Linked DNA regions of Mus musculus: region 2 is linked to region 1. Evidence: chromatin contacts called from public HiChIP or PLAC-seq data. All regions are on one chromosome and are shown on one strand. Each heading gives the region's core, a stretch centred on a gene start, on an enhancer-like site or on the middle of the called end of the contact. The rest is flanking DNA. Distances are from core to core; before and after follow the strand shown.

Region 1 (7,816 bases), core at 2,439-4,938:
CCCAGAGCAAGCATCAGTAGGGACCCGTTCTATGACATGTTGGCCACGAGGAAAAGGAGGATTGCCAATAAGAAATAGGTAAATGTCAGGATCCAGACTCCAGCAGATACACTGGCCTCCCCAGCGGCAGGACCGGGGACGATGTGGTGCCCACGGGCCCTCCAGAACAGCCAGCCAAGGCCTGAGCCCTCAAGCCTGTGCTCTGGGACATTGGTCAGCTGGGAGTGTCTCCTTCCTGCCACCGGCCTGGCATTGACCTTTGGGGACCCTTGTCCACAACAGCACCTGGTGATACAGCCTCCAGATCTGCACAGCCCACATGGGACTCCTGTTCTGGAGCCAGAGCCTCACCCACACCATGCCACACCTGCTCTTTGGGGCAACACTAGATGTTCTAGAAGTCGCTGTTTTATATCAAAATGGGAAAGGAAAACCTACCACTTTTTTATTCAGAATTTTTCTCAGATATATAGGATTATAGCTTTTATATGCCTTTTTATATTCTGAAAATTATAATGAAAGATACTTAATTTCTAACAGTAGTATTTTTAGAATGGCAGCTATAAACTTAACTCCTGGACACACGTATATACTGTGCACTGAAAACAGTCTATATATGCAGCCCCCATGCACTTGGGGCCAGAGCAGCTGGGGCACAGTCATCCTGACAGAGTGTCAGCTGGGTGAAGAGGCATTGGGGTGAGTGTGGAGAGCAGTGTGCTTGGGAGATTCAGGCGTGACTGCCACTTCCCCTCACATGCTTCTCTAAGATGAATCAGTAAGGTACAGCTATGGCCGGGGTATTTATCCTGTCAGTGCCAAGGCCTGGAGATGGAGTTCCTTCTCTGGAAAACAGGCCACTTATGTGCAGAACCTCCTCTTGTCTGACCTTCATACAGGACAGTTTCATGTGGTCCGAGTGCACATGGCTCATGACTTTGGTACTTTTGTTGCTTGCTGTTTCAAACTTGGGTTAAGTGCTAACACATATTTTGATGTAGTAAGCAAGCAGAAGCAGCCAGAAGTAATCCACCTGTTCTCTGGAGTGCCATGTTTTCCAACATTTGACATCCTTTGGAGGAGGTGAAAAACTGAAGATGGCACTGAGGGACACGTGTGACATCCAGACCCCTAACACACACACACACACACACCAGTGCATGCCTTCAGGGCATATGTGCTTGGGCTGAGACTGGGTAAGATGAGAGGGCCCATTCATGGCTTATTTGGAAAATGGTCTTCCCCTGCACGTGGAGCTGGTGTTCTGAGAGCCCTTGAAAACCGCCAACCAAATGCCCTTACACGAGACTTTCAGTGAGCTGTCTTAAGGCTTTTTGCCTGACCTTGGTGGTAGCTGCCATCTAAGATGGCACAGAAGGATGTGCAGGCCAGAGCTCCCTCGCTCGTGCACCAGACTGATCACTTTTTGGTTTATTCCCAAGCTTCTAGGCTTTGCTTTTACTGATACCTCAAATCTGAAACCCTTGCATTTGAGCTGCCTGGCTGGTGTGTATGCAGCCTGGCTTCCAGTCTTCCATGATCCCTATCCCCTATTCCCCACCCCAGACCTGAATTTACTGCTGGTGGGGCACCTGTAGGGAGGTAGGAACTGGCATTTTTTTCAATCAGGACCATGGTGAGCCGGTCAGATGTTCAACCCAGGTGTGGCCCTGGGCAACAGAGCTCTCTGTGGGATATTGAGGTCAGGACGTTAAGCATGAGGCTACCTAATGTTGTCTTTGATGCCATAGTCATCTTTGAGGGGACCTTGCCTGATGGCTGTTGGTGCTAAGAATCCTAAGTTACTGGCTCTTGGAGTATCCACATGGAGTCACTTAACTCAGGTTATGTTGTGACAGTGTTAAACCCAAGGGCATCTGCCACTCCCAGAGCTTGTAAAGGCTCAGGCACTCCTGCCCTTCACCCTTTGTCTGCACTCGTCAGTGAAGCATTAAAGCCCTACTCTGCCCAAAGACAGTTCCCTGTCCTGCTGGGCCCTGGGCATCATTCCTGGGTTTCAGAAGACTTGATGTGGTACTGCAGAGTAACTAGGAACCGTCTGGGGATGGGACTTACTGTGCTTCCTGTCATGCTGAGTTCAGAGCTACAGGTGTGCTTTGCTGACAAGTTAGGTCGTTACAGACCAGAAACCATGTTGTGATTTCTTTTTATCTTAGAAAACATTTCTATTTACAATAAATAGTTACTATGTAAATAATGTACATATGTATTAATTTCTTCAGTGTTATACAATGTATATACTCCTACAACCTGCATGAAGAAATATCCTATTAATGTTGATATCAGAATTTCTGGCTATTTTATTGCAAAGCAAACAGCTAGTAAAATGGAGGGCCTTACGGCTGTCAGAACTATTGCAAATACTGTGTTCCCTAAATAAAAACATACTGCTAAAACCAAAACTGCCTAAGACTCAATTCTTTAAAACAGACATGGCTATGAGCTTGCGGAGAACAGAGTAAAACTGAGACGGTTGTTTAATTTGCTGCCATTTATATACTATATAAATCTTACATGCCGTATATATACAGTGGGGCAAGTGCTTTTTTAATCTTAAAAAAACAAAGATCAACTTTAGACATCTCTGAACAACACAAACTGTATAAACCATACAGAGTATTCAGATACACACTGTATTAAATACAGTCTTCTCCCCACTCCCGTCTCCTGATGCAGGACCAGTGAATTATAAGTGTCACAGTTTTATAGCATATCCATATTAAAAATAAAATCACAGTATGATTTTTGTCTGTAACTAGAAACTTGAAGGGATCAAGCTGACGACTCAGACTTCAATATCATATTGTCGAGACGAGACACAGTATAAAAAGTGTTAGGTAAAAAAAACATACTGTAGGCTTTACAAATAATGTCTGGATTATACATTCATAATGCAAATACTCATCATAACTGGTAAATTGATTGGAATAGTTCCACAAAGTTCAAAAACAGAACTTGTCTATAAAATACATCTTCAAATCTTGAATACAACTAAAATGTGAACAAATTAGTTTCTATATCAGACATTGCAGAGGAAGCCCTCGAAGGTCTCGCTGAGAGCTTGGGTCTTTAAATAAGTCTTTAATTTAAATAGACGCACTGTCGCTTGTCCTTTTGAAGTCCATGGTTCCCAGCTGGCCGTGCACCAGGTGTCTAGCGTGGAGGAACATTACATGAGATACAAGTAGTCAACCTGAGTCTGTGGTTAAGCAGCATTTGAGATGGTCTATTCCAGGGCATTATTGTCAGTGTGATTTTATGTACACGGTAATTTACAATGTTCAGCAGTGTAGAAAGTATCCGTTTGGAATAAGGGCAATTAAGAAAAGGTAAAAACTGAAAAAAGAAAAGAAAAAAAAGAAAAAAGAAACAGTTGTCCATGGTAAACTCTGTACAGTATGTACTAAAGAAGCACCACGCAGTTCGGACAAAGTTATTCTCTATGTTTATAATTTAAGCTGGGTTGGGGATGGCTTCTGTTCAAAATGTTGAATCTGAAAGATAAGAGGTGCAGCAGGCATTAGACGAACAGAGGTTGGTCTCACACTCTCTGGATGTGTTCCCAAGGCTTTTGAAAGTTCCTGAAATTGCCTCTCTACCTTCCTGAACTGCAGTAGAGAACCCTGGAATGCCAGGGCAGCGCCACCTGCTGGGCCCCAAGCTGCAAATCACTCAGCCCTCAGACACCACGTTCACTGGGCAGAGGAGGAGAGAGGCCCAGAGGCTTTGTCTCCATGACACGGAGGAAGCCTGCGAATTAGCTGAGGCGAGAGCAGCAGCTCATTTTAAAGCCTTTGCTGACTAGACCTGCCCTCCATCACAGAGTTCGGGCTCTGAGTTCCTGTGTCTCAGGGCCACACAACACAACACCAGCATTAGGAACCAGATATACCCTGACCCTTGTTTGGCCTCTCTCTGCTCTCAGATACTTAACTCCATTTCTTAGCACAATTTCCACATCTGGATGCTAGCTAGTGACTGAGTCCTAGAGGCACAGACACGCCAGGACCCTCCCCTTCACCACCCCTGGTTTTCACCAGAAAACCCACCTATATCCACTCAGCACTTCCACAAATGACCAAAACGGGGACAATTGCTTACCGTAATTTTGTTGTTGTAAGGCCAAGGCTGTTTAGTCACCTAGAAGGCAAAGTAAGGAACATCTTTATTATGCGTGTGTTCTGCAGACTTAACGATAATCAGTTCCTACAGCTCATTATCAGCTGCTGAAAAATCACTCGGATAGCAGCATGAGCTGGCAGTGCCACAAAGCACCGGCACAGGACCGTCAAGAGCCACACAAGAGGGACCAGGTCTCAGCCCCAGCACAGAGCTGCACATTCTCGGGTGGGTGACCATCCTTTCAGGCTGAAGCAATGAGCTGAGTCATACAAAGAGCTGGAGGAAGGGCTGGTGTCAGACCCAGAGCAGCGGTGTCTAGCTGCAGATCCAGCTGCAGTGTATGAATGGACTGCCAAGGAGCAGAAGGTTCCACTCGGGGTCACCAAGATGCCCACATCTCTGTAGTGACACACATGTCCTTTATTTGTGACCATGATCTTTGGGTGTCCGAGGCAGAATTGTCAAGCTTTTTATATCAAGGGCCAGGTGATGAGAAACGTCTCAGTGGACAGGCTATGTCCACTGCTACTGAGTGGCACCAGAGCTAACACATAGCACCTGGGCTTCCACAGTGCACTGACCCTGACCCTCCCACCTCGGTGCTCGCTGTGAACACATGCCAGTCTTCTGCACTTTGAACTGTTGAGAGCCATTCCTAACTCCAGGCTAGACTGGCTGCAGGTTGCCAGCCTTTGCACTAGCCCCACCGATGTTCACAGCCTATGCAGTTTCTACAAGCCCAATGCTCCTGTCCAGAGAGAATGAATGTTCACGGAGAGAAAGCAGCCAAGCACACTGGCACTGGACTGTAATCCCAGCACTCAGGATGCTAACATAAAACTCTGAGTGCAGGCTAGCCTGGACTACATAGGAAAGTCAAGGCACAGGGGCTGCTGTATACAGACCTACTCACTTAGAGATCAGCAAGAACCACCCCAGAAACCAGCAGCCTGAAGGATACCAGAGCCCCACACTGCAGCTACACCTCTAGAGATCAATCACACTATTGATTTATGACTTAGGAGCTGGGGTACACTAGTGCATTTAGGGGTTCAGAAGTTAGTACAACACACACAAAGATGTGCACATAAAAACATATATGGGCACAGAATGCTTTAATAGCCCAAGTTCTACTGTGTGACACTCACAGACGCTCCAAGTTCCAGGGATCTGAGTACACAGGTTGTGCTGAGCCTAGCTAGCTCTCTGCAACTTAGGCCTTCCACAGAGCTAGACACTCCCAGCCAGAGATTAAAGCACACCTCTGCTCACAGGCAGGTCTTGTTTTTGGTCATCGAGTCCATTCTCATATCCTCCTGTGCCGTTTTGATTTTGTTTTTTTTTTTTTTTTTAAACAGGGTTTCTCTGTGTAGCCCGACTGTCCTGGAACTCACTCTGTAGACCAGGCTGGCCTTGAACTTGGAAATCCACCTGCCTCTGCCTCCCAAGTGCTGGGATTAAAGGTGTGCGCCACCACTGCCTGGCCCTTCTGTGCCTCTTATGTTTCTGTGTTTATCACCTTTCCCAAAGTACTTGACTCAGAGCTGTGTCCTTGCTTCCCTTACCCTGGCCATACTCCGACAGACGGCATCTGTCAGGCCGGCTTTCCATCCTTAAATGCTTCGTTTTCTCCCGGAAAGGGCCGCTGTCTTCCACAGGCAGACCATCAGCCAGGAGAAAGCTGCCCTCTGTTCTCCGGAAATGGCCGCCGGCCTCGTAGCTGGAGAGCTTCGGTAAACGCATCTCAACATCCTTTATAAAGTCCTCCGACTTCCTGGAATGCCTTTTCTTTTTCTTCTTTTTCTTCCGGTGTCTATGGAGGTCAGCATCAGAGTATGCTCCTGAAAAATCAGACTCCTGCTGGTGCCTGCAGAAGAAGCAGCCAGAGGTTAGCACCGAGGGAAACTGCCATCTACGCTCCCTGTCCCCCGGAACACTGCTTACGAATAGTGGGCAGATGCCTCCTGCTCATGTGTGGTTTCCTTCCATGGAAACAAGTTTTAAGCACAGTCTTTAAGTCCACCACCACTTTCCCCAGCCATGTCTGCCCAGTGTTCAAGCAGAGGACAGAAGGCAGCTGTGGTCTGTAGCTGGTCACAAAGACTCTGGCAGTTTTTGACTAGTTTACTGCTAAGTGTTATTAGCTAAAAAAAAAATCCAGGAATCACACTCATGCTTACCAATCAGGCATCCATTAAGACAATCGCCAACAGTTAAGCTCCTAAGTTATGTAAAACCAATCAGGTGGTTGGCCACAGTCTGTAACCCAGCACTGGGGACACTGAGACAGGAGGATCTAAGTTTGAGGCCAGCGCAGGCCTCAAAAAGATACAAAAAACATTTAGACTTCAAAATGAGAAATGGTGGCCTAAAAAGGAGACAAAAGGCCAAAGAAATAAATGGTGTGTCTTAAGCTCACTCTAAGCAGGCAAACAGGCAGAGAAGAAACTGCAACAGTTACAAGATATAATGACATGTGTGATAGGCCTGGAAGAACTGTGAGGGACCAACAACTTCAAAGCTGTGTGAAAATGTAGAGATGTAAACTAATGAAATCTCTAGAGTGAAACAAAGATACTGCTGGCTTGGTGCCGGCAGGACAGAGCAGGCCAGCCCGCGAGCAGCCCTCACCTGCTTTCTCGATCCCGGTGTTTATCTTTGGACTTCTTTTTCTTTTTAGACTTTTTGTGCTTCTTCACCCTTGGCTCCTCTAGCGTGTCCTTCTCCAGGCTTTTGTGGACTTTCTTTTCTAGACGGCCATCATTATTTTCTAGAGTCTCATACCTCCGCTTCCTCGACTTGACACTTTTGTGTTCATGAAAGCGCTCAGGGAGACTGTGGCTGCTGTCCTGCACACTCAGCGCAGCCTTCTCTTGGAGATGTCTCTCGAGGGGCACAGCAAGGCTAGGGGCCTCTCGGGGGCTGTTGAAGTGGGGCCGTTCCTTCCCCCGGGATTGCAGCTCCCAGCCCTTGCGGCCCCAGTAGCTGTCCTTGTATGGCCGTCCAGACTGGACAAGGCGGTCATGCTCACGACCATGCAGAGGCCGCCATTCTCGGGCGTCCCGGGCCGTGTATAGGGGCGTGTACCTGTCGTGGTAATACCTGCACTTGTCCCACCGCAGCTTGTCCTGGTAGAATCTCTCCCTGACCCAAGCATGCTCATTTTCCAAATGGTGGTACCGGCTCCAGTCCTGCTCCAGGCCACTCCTAATCCGTGAGTGGTGGTGACTATACCTGCTCAGGGAGCGGCGCTCAGGGCTGGCTCTGTCCCCGTGGCCCAAGTGCTGGCCCCCATTGCAGTATGAATTAGTAGGGTGTCGGTCCTGCTTGGGCCGCTCTCGGCTGTAGCAGTGCCGCTTCTTATGGTGATGGTCCTCCGGCCGGGGCCTGCTGTCCCTCACGTGCTCCCCACTGGAGGAGCGCTCTCTCCGGCTCCGATAGTGTCCTCGGTCCACTTTCCGGAGGCTGCTCATCTTTTCCTTGGCTGGGGAAGGCTCCTGAGCTTTGGGTCCCACATGGCCTCCATCGCCTCTGTCCCCAGCAGCCTGCTCGGCAGCCCCTTCACAGGAGCTGGTGGTGGTCCTGTCAGGCTTAGGGGGCATCGTGTCAGCAGAGACCGCCGAGCTTCTGGAAGAGTCTTCTGTCTCCTCTGACCCCTCTGCGCTGAGGTAAA
Region 2 (7,816 bases), core at 2,488-4,987, 190 kb before region 1:
CCGAACAATTATACATGGTAAAAATAAGTGTGAGTCTTACTGTCTGCGGGTAGGAGAGGGGACGCAATCTGTCATAATCTTCTTGTCCAGCTGTGTCCCATAGGCCCAGATTCACTGGTTTTCCATCTACCATAACATTGGCAGAATAGTTGTCAAAGCTGCAGGAGGACAAGGAAACATTAGCCACAGAACAGGGACTAAGTCATAGTCCCCAGGTTCCCAAAGGAGGTCTGCTGTGAGGGAAGAGGATGGACCTAGAGGCTGCTGCTGGTCCAGAAAACACCGCTGAGGTACGGGAAGTCCCTGGAGGCCGGAGGACACAGGGCATCAGCCTTACTCACACCAGGCAGGGAGAAACAAAGGTCAGGCTACTAACTTACAAGGAGACAAACCCCACCTTTAATCAACAGTGTTTTCTCTGCATGAAAAAGACAACTGGGAGGAGTCCCTCTTCCCAATCCCACCTGGCTAGTTCCTCTGACACATTCTGCTCACTCTCAGCTGGTGTGCTCAGTTGGCGCACACAGCAGAGCCACCTGGATCTGAGGCCCAGGGCTGCAGAATAGCAGCACACTGGAACTTCAGAAGCCACCCAGGCTCTCAGAGTGAGGGCACCTGACCACAGAAATGCATCCGTTAGCCTAGAATTGCTACACACAAATTAGTTATTAGTAAGAGGCAACTCAGAAAAGACTACCAACTAATCAGCAAGAGGAAAGTCATTAAAGGGTTGTAATCCCAGCATTAAGAGCCTGAGGCAGGAGGATCATAAGAGTCCAAGTTCACTTTAGGTTACAGAGCAAGACTTTGCTCTCAGGCAACAAAACAGACCTCAGAACAACAAAAAAGTCTACGCTATTACTACTCTTCAAAAAACAAACCAAAACCAAGAGCATGGAGCAGGTCAGGAATTGAAGGCTAGCCTAAGCTACACAATACCATCTCTCAAAAATAAAAAATCCACTGCAATTTAAAACAAGACAATATCGTCATTTTTTTTTTGTTGGCGTGTATGTATGCATAGCACATGTATATCTGGTGCATATGGAAATCAAAAGAAGCGTATTGGCTGGTTTTGTGTCAACTTGACACAGCTGGAGTTATCACAGAGAAAGGAGCTTCAGTTGGGGAAGTGCCTCCATGAGCTCGAGCTATAAGGCATCTTCTCAATTAGTGATCAAGGGGGAAAGGCCCATTGTGGGTGGTACCATCCCTGGGCTGGTGGTCTTGGGTTCTATAAGAAAGCAAGCTGAGCAAGCCAGAGGAAGCAAGCCAGTAAGTAACATCCCTCCATGGCCTCTGCATCAGCTCCTGCTCCCTGACCTGTTTGAGTTCCAGTCCTGACTTCCTTTGGTGATGAACAGCAATGTGGAAGTGTAAGCTGAATAAACCCTTTCCTCCCCAACTTGTTTCTTGGTCATGATGTTTATGAGGAATAGAAACCCTGACTAAGACAGAGGGCAACACATCCCTTGAAAGTGGAGCTTCCACATGGGTGCTGGGAACCAAACCCAGGTTCTCTGAAAGAACAACCAGTGTTCTCAGCCACTGAGTCATTTCTCCAGCCCAAGACTAGCATCTTAAAACATGGATTTTAAGGCAAAAGGAGCTTTTTTTTTAAAAGATTTATTTATTTATTATATGTAAGTACACTGTAGCTGTCTTCAGATGCGCCACAGGAGGGCATCAGATCTCATTACAGATGGCTGTGAACCACCATGTGGTTGCTGGGATTTGAACTCAGGACCTTTGGAAGAGCAGTCAGTGCTCTTACCCGCTGAGCCATCTCTCCAGCCCCAGAAAGGGGCTTTTTGTTTCACTGGTTTTTGTCTTATTATTTGTAGTACTTAAAAACAGGGGCTCTTAGTGTAAAAGTCAAGTTTAAGCTAGTGTGACTTACAGACTGTACTGAGCAAAGCAACCTTTATAAGGATGGTGGAGTGATGTGTATTGGAAGGCAAGGTAAGAGTGCAAAGTCAGCCTCGGCTCTATGGTGAAGCCCATTGGTCTCCCCAAGGCGAGCCTCCAAGGGTGCACTGGCTGCAGACAGAGGACAGCACAATGTGTGTAGCACAATGAGGCTCCAGCAAGCCATCAGTGAGAAAAGCACTTGTTCTTCCCACCCAGTGGGGCTGCCCATACACAATCAGCAGCCCTGAATCCATACCCTAGCCCAACTCTACAGCTCTCAGTGTGACATGGAACCACCTGATAACTTGGCAGAGGGTCAGCTACCTCTAATGCAACACTGTGCACCAGTTCCCAGAGCCAAGTCAGCAGACTGCTGTGCTCAAGCTCTGGGCTTTACACTCCCCAGCCTATACACTTCATGGTATCATTTTCTTTTGTTTCCTAAGAATCAATCAGGAAACTGACTTTTCCCTCCTATGAGGAAATCATACATTAATTGGCTCATTTTTTAATTTGAAGTTCCAAACCACTAACAATTCTCTCTCAGTCGCTGATTCAGAGGGAAATAAACACTAACGCTCCCACGGCAAGTTGGTCGCAGGCGAGGAGGATACTCACACGGTGGGGATGTACTCTCCAGGAAATGCATTGGTCGTGTAACTGATGAGCAGGCAGGTTTTACCAACAGCTCTGAAAGAAGAGAAAAGGCTGCTTAGTCAGCGCGCACAGTCCTGGCTCCCACTATCCCACCACAGCATTCTAGAAAAGACCAGGGAACAGCTATACCACATCCACAAGCATAATAAAGTTTATGTGACATTTAACACTCCGCACGTAGTTTCATCTTAAAAACCAAACCAAACCTCTGTATTCTCAGAAAGGCAGATTCAACAGGCTCCCTTTCTGCTAAGGTACCTGGTCAAGAAGTACTACGCACTGAGTACCAGACTCAGAAACGGCTAACACAAAGTTTCTTCTAGAACATCTTCCACTCTGATGACTACTAAGTAACCATGGCTGCTCTGCAACATGAACTGTTACTGCCTGCCGGTGCCGCCTCTAGGTGGAATGCTGTGAACCACATGCCCTGCCCACAAGCCTGTCCCTCCCAGAGCACAGGCAGTTAAGCAGCCACAGGGCTCTCACACTCACAAGCTGAGAAAGATCCTAACATGTCAACGAGGGGCACAGGGATGGAATAAACTTCCTGAACAGCTAAGACAGAAAAGAAGAAATGTACAAAAGTAAACACATTAAGGGGACAGACATTACTAATATTCTCCCGAGGCAGGAGTTAGGGTACTGTCTGAAAAGCTCTGAACCACTTGGAATAGTTTTCAGAATATTACTAAAAATAAAAATATATATATAAATAAAATCTCTTAAATTTCCTCCCACAGACCCTAACTGACTTGAGGGACATCTGGAAGGTTCAGTTCAAACAGTTCTGTGTGCTGAGCCCTGCTCCCTGCCGCCTTCTGCTGCCTTACTAAGGTCAGGACGGTGCTGGTACTGACTTGCAAGGCTGCACTGTTCAGCACAGGCCACTGTAGACTGAGGCTCACTATCCAAAGGCAATCTTCACACTTTCCTTCCACATTCTGGGACAAGGGCTCCGCAAGGGCAGGAGCTCAACCACTCACTCTTGCCAATACTTGCCTGACTTGTAACAGTGTAAAGGGCTTAATGAAGTAGGAACTCCCCACCCTAAAGATCTCAGTGTCAAACATGACATCACTGGCAAGTAACTTCCAATCCCGTAACGGCTTTCTAAACAGAAATGACTCATTAGACATTTATCTTGTGAGAAAGGCTTAGAATGTCAAAACAAACCTGTATGAGCAAGAGCCTAAGCTCTGGAGAGGCCTGGCTCTAAGACTCAGACCAGCTCATTCAGTCCTAGCGGCCTCTGACACATCTCAACTTCCTCTTCTGCCTCAGTTTTCTTGCTGGCAAGTAGGCGCTCTGAACTACAGGGAATCCATAGCAAGGAAGGAAGGTGCTGCGGTACTCACTGTGCAGGGAACTCAAGAACAGAGCAAGTGCTGGTTCAAGGCGGTATCTCGGCTTCTGGGACAAGCCGAGATGATCTCCAGGAGTCCCAGGTCAGTCTGGGCTACAGTGAGTTCTACTCTAGCTAGAGCTCCTTACTGAGAATCCACTTCAAACCGACAAGAACACAGAGTAGCAGAAGGGGGTGGAGGATAGAGAGAAAATAACAGGGGTGAAGATATCAAAGTGCATCCCATACGTGCATGGCTATGTCGGTGAAACTCTTGGCAGTTAATATATGTAGTAATTAAAAGAATAAAATCTCCCTGGGGCTGTAGCAGTAGAATGTTTGCCTAGTGCACCAACCCTGTACTCAATCCCCAACACGTCCTCTTCCTCACACTACCATCATGCCCACCAACATGCCAGCAAGCCTTCCACCAGGCCTGGACCCCAGCTCCAGCTATCTTTGAAAGGCCCGACTGGGAAGGTACTGGTAAAATCTGGTATTGAGAATTGTGTTGCTGTTATTTGTAAGAATGCACGTGTGCACACCACACAGGACACAGCATGCCTAAGATGAAGAAAAACTAAAGGCAGCAATTCTCCACCTGAGGGTCATGACCCCTTGTGGGGGGCACACCGTATGACCCTTTCACAAGGGTCACCTAAGACTGTTGGAAAACACAGATAATACAATTTGTAACAGTAGCAAAATGACAGTTATGAAGAAGCAATGAAAATAATGTTATGGTTGGGGGTCACTGCAACATAAGAAAGGAACTGTACTGAAGGGCCACAGCATTATAAAGGGTGAGGACCCCTGCTTTAAGGGAATAGGTAGCAAGTAAGTAGATAAAACTCTGAGTTTCGCCACAGACCCTAACTGACTTGAGGGACATCCTGAAGACTCAGTTCAAACAGCTCGGAGTTACTAAGGTCAGGACGGCCCCACCGTGTGTAGGCTTGACAACCTCAAGTGGTCAGGCTTGACAGCAAGCACTTTCCCCTACTGAACTGCTCTCACTACAGTCCCGATGGCCTTGAACTCACTCTGTACAACAGGATGATTCTGAATGTGTCCATCATGATCCTGTGACCCATTCATTTCTTCCTCCTGAGTCTGGTTTACAGTTGTGAGCCACCACACATGGCTGGGAAATGTACTTCTTACTAATCATTATGGACTATAATGTTCTATAAAAACATGGCTATAGGGTTGGAGAGATGGCTCGGCGGTTAAGGGCACTGACTGCTCTTTCGAGGGTCCTGAGTTCAACTCCCAGCAACCACATGGTGGCTCACAACCATCCCTAATGAGATCTGATGCCCTCTTCTGGGGTGTCTGAAGACAGCGACAGTATACTTACTTACATATATAAATAAATCTTTGGGCCAGAGCAAGCAGGGCCAGAGAGAGAAGAAAAAAGTGTCTGAAGATAGCTACAGTATACTTACATATATTAAATAAATAAATAAATAAATAAATAAATATTTTTTTAAAAAACAAACAAAAAGAAAAAAAGCAAAACAAAAATCCATGGCTATAGGTTGGTGATGCAGCAAATCCTGGGTTGGATCCCCAACACCAAATAAAGCTACCCAGGGTGGGAAGTCACAGCAAGTTGCGGCCAGCCTGGGCTGTGTACGGCCAGCCTGGGCTGTGGGTGAGCCCGTCTCTATGTTCTACCCTCAATTCTTCACTTAAGCAAGGATCAGCATAAACAGAAGGGCTATCACCCTTCTCTTAGTGTCCTTACTGATTCCTTGTGTGTTCTAGAGGCCAAAGTCAACATCTGAACTACGGGAAGTAACGTCAAGATTATGGCCACATGGAGAAGGAAGACATATTTAGTCACAGCCACGACTGACACACAACAGAATTTCTGGAAGAGTATTTGCTTTGGAATTTTCTAAATTTGTATATTTAAGTGTTCAGTTCAACCTCCTATTATTAATTTTTAAACTCTAGGCAATGAGCCTGGGTCTATGGAAGAAAGTCCTGTCCACTCTCCACTGGCTCTTCCCCTAGCACATGACATTACTATTTTTTAACCTATCTGCACTTCCTGCCCTGTCCTGGAGAAAGGACCAAGAATGAAGGCTGCCAGTGATTTCCGGTCCCACTGAAGTCCTCCCTTTCCTGTTGAGAGAACTTTGTACTTAATGTCTCTCTGCTTTGACCAGCTTTATTCTTACTTTCTGAAACCTACAAGCCAAACCTTCAAACACAAACGTCAGTAACCTATAAGCACTGACAATTTCCTCACATTAAAACACATAAAGATCAGGGTGGGGACGGCACTGGCCTTTAATCCCAGCACTCACGAGGCAGAGGCAGGTGCCAGTCTGCCTACAAGGTGAGTTCCAGGACAGCCAGGGCTACACAGAGAAACCCTGTCTCAAAAACAAAACAAACTCCCATACATAGGGAAGCTGGCGCGATGGCTCGGTGTCCAGGAGCACTTGCTGCTTCTGCAGTCTGACCCACAGCATCCACATCAGAGGGCTCACAATGCTTGCAACTCTCTTCTGCAGGCATCTGTGTGTGTGCACACACATACACTCCTTTATATACACATGAAAAACTGAAAGGTAGGTAAGAAAATGGGGTGTGTAATCACAGCTTGGAAATCTTGAGGAGAGAAGCCTTTCTTCAAGTTTCAGTCCTGCATGAACTACATAGCAAAACCCTGTCCAAAAATTTTATATATGTATCAGCTATAGCAGAGTGGCAGAGAGAGCTTGCCTAGCATACACAATCCTGAATTCCAACCCCAGCATCAAAGGATGGGGTATATATCTAAAAAAGAATTTTAAAAAACTCTGCACATGGCCTTGTAAGAAAAACTGTTCCAGGCTGGTGAGATGGCTCAGTGGGTAAGAGCACCTGACTGCTCTTCCCAAAGGTCCAGAGTTCAAATCCCAGCAACCACATTGTGGCTCACAACCATCCGTAATGAGATCTGACTCCCTCCTCTGGTGTGTCTGAAGACAGCTACAGTGTACTTACATATAATAAATAAATAAATAAATAAATAAATAAATAAATAAAGCTGTTCCTAGCCAGGCGGTGGTGGCGCATGCCTTTAATCCCAGCACTAGGGAGGCAGAAGCAGGCGAATTTCTGAGTTCAAGGCCAGCCTGGTCTACAAAGTGAGTTCCAGGACAGCCAGGGCTACACAGAGAAATCCTGTCTCGAAGGAAAAAAAAAAAAAAAAAAAGCTGTTCCTAAGATAGACAAACCGGACTCATCCATTGGCAGCTGCAAATCAAATGCTGAACAGGCAATTATTATTATCTAAATTCCCAAGATCCAAACAACAAGTCAATCTCAAGGGCAGGTATGGTGATGCATGCCTGTCTAGCTCTTACAATCCAGAGTTCAGGTCTAGCCTTGGGTACACTGGGAGTTTGAAAGCGACCCTGAGCTACATGAGACCTTGTTTCAAAAAATAATGTGGGAGCTGAAGAGATGGCTCAGAAGTTAAGACAGCTTGTTGCTCTTCCAGAAGACTCAAGTTTAGCTCCCAGCTCCCAAATCACACTGCTCACAACCACCTGTAACTCTGGCTTAAGAATATTTAACGCCCTCTCCTGACCTCTGTGGGCATTCATAAACATGACACCCACGCATTAAAAATACACACAAAAATTTTAAAATAATTAAAAAACGAAGCGGAGAATGACTGAAAATGCCTTTGCCTCCATGTAGACATATGTGAGTGCACTCCCCAAACCACACACGTGTCCTCCTCATGCTTCTTGAGTACCTGAAATACCCTAATTTCTGAGCTAGAAGGTATAGAAAGAAAGAGTGTGTTCAGAAAAATAGATGAATCAGTAAGAGTAGTTCAGTATCAGGAAAAGACAAAGCAATTCAAAAGTCTCAAGTTTACGAACCAGGTCCATC

The links. HiChIP or PLAC-seq counts read pairs in DNA pulled down with a chosen protein or histone mark.
Region 2: a contact with region 1 is called in an H3K27ac HiChIP or PLAC-seq map of trophoblast stem cells, with 2.7 times the contacts expected there. The contact joins two enhancer-like sites. A contact is called at or near these places in 5 of 39 promoter capture datasets (the HPC-7 cell line, HPC-7-derived erythroid cells, embryonic stem cells and 2 more), 2 of 484 Hi-C or Micro-C datasets (Th1 cells and nephron progenitors), 4 of 115 datasets of contacts at active chromatin or transcription factors (embryonic limb bud, embryonic stem cells, epiblast stem cells and 1 more) and 5 of 9 other capture datasets (adipose tissue, embryonic stem cells, liver and 2 more).

The regions. Positions count from the first base shown.
Region 1 is chr5:143,707,828-143,715,643 of GRCm38.p6, forward strand. Usp42 (ubiquitin specific peptidase 42) reads right to left here. Exons shown (of 18, transcript NM_029749.2): 15 at 6,775-7,816; 16 at 5,709-6,010; 17 at 4,123-4,161; 18 at 2,498-3,515. The coding sequence ends at 4,154. Cyth3 (cytohesin 3) reads left to right here. Exons shown (of 13, transcript NM_011182.4): 13 at 6-2,423. The coding sequence ends at 78. Among named protein-coding and RNA genes, the nearest start is that of Usp42, 21 kb to the right of the region's middle. Within about 2 kb of position 3,689, at least 46 of the 459 cell types and tissues checked have an H3K27ac peak or open chromatin away from gene starts, as enhancers often do. A contact at or near this core is called in epiblast stem cells, pancreatic islet and trophoblast stem cells, where this site is marked.
Region 2 is chr5:143,514,629-143,522,444 of GRCm38.p6, forward strand. Rac1 (Rac family small GTPase 1) reads right to left here. Exons shown (of 6, transcript NM_009007.2): 2 at 2,530-2,601; 3 at 41-158. Among named protein-coding and RNA genes, the nearest start is that of Rac1, 9.5 kb to the right of the region's middle. Within about 2 kb of position 3,738, at least 168 of the 459 cell types and tissues checked have an H3K27ac peak or open chromatin away from gene starts, as enhancers often do. A contact at or near this core is called in epiblast stem cells, pancreatic islet and trophoblast stem cells, where this site is marked.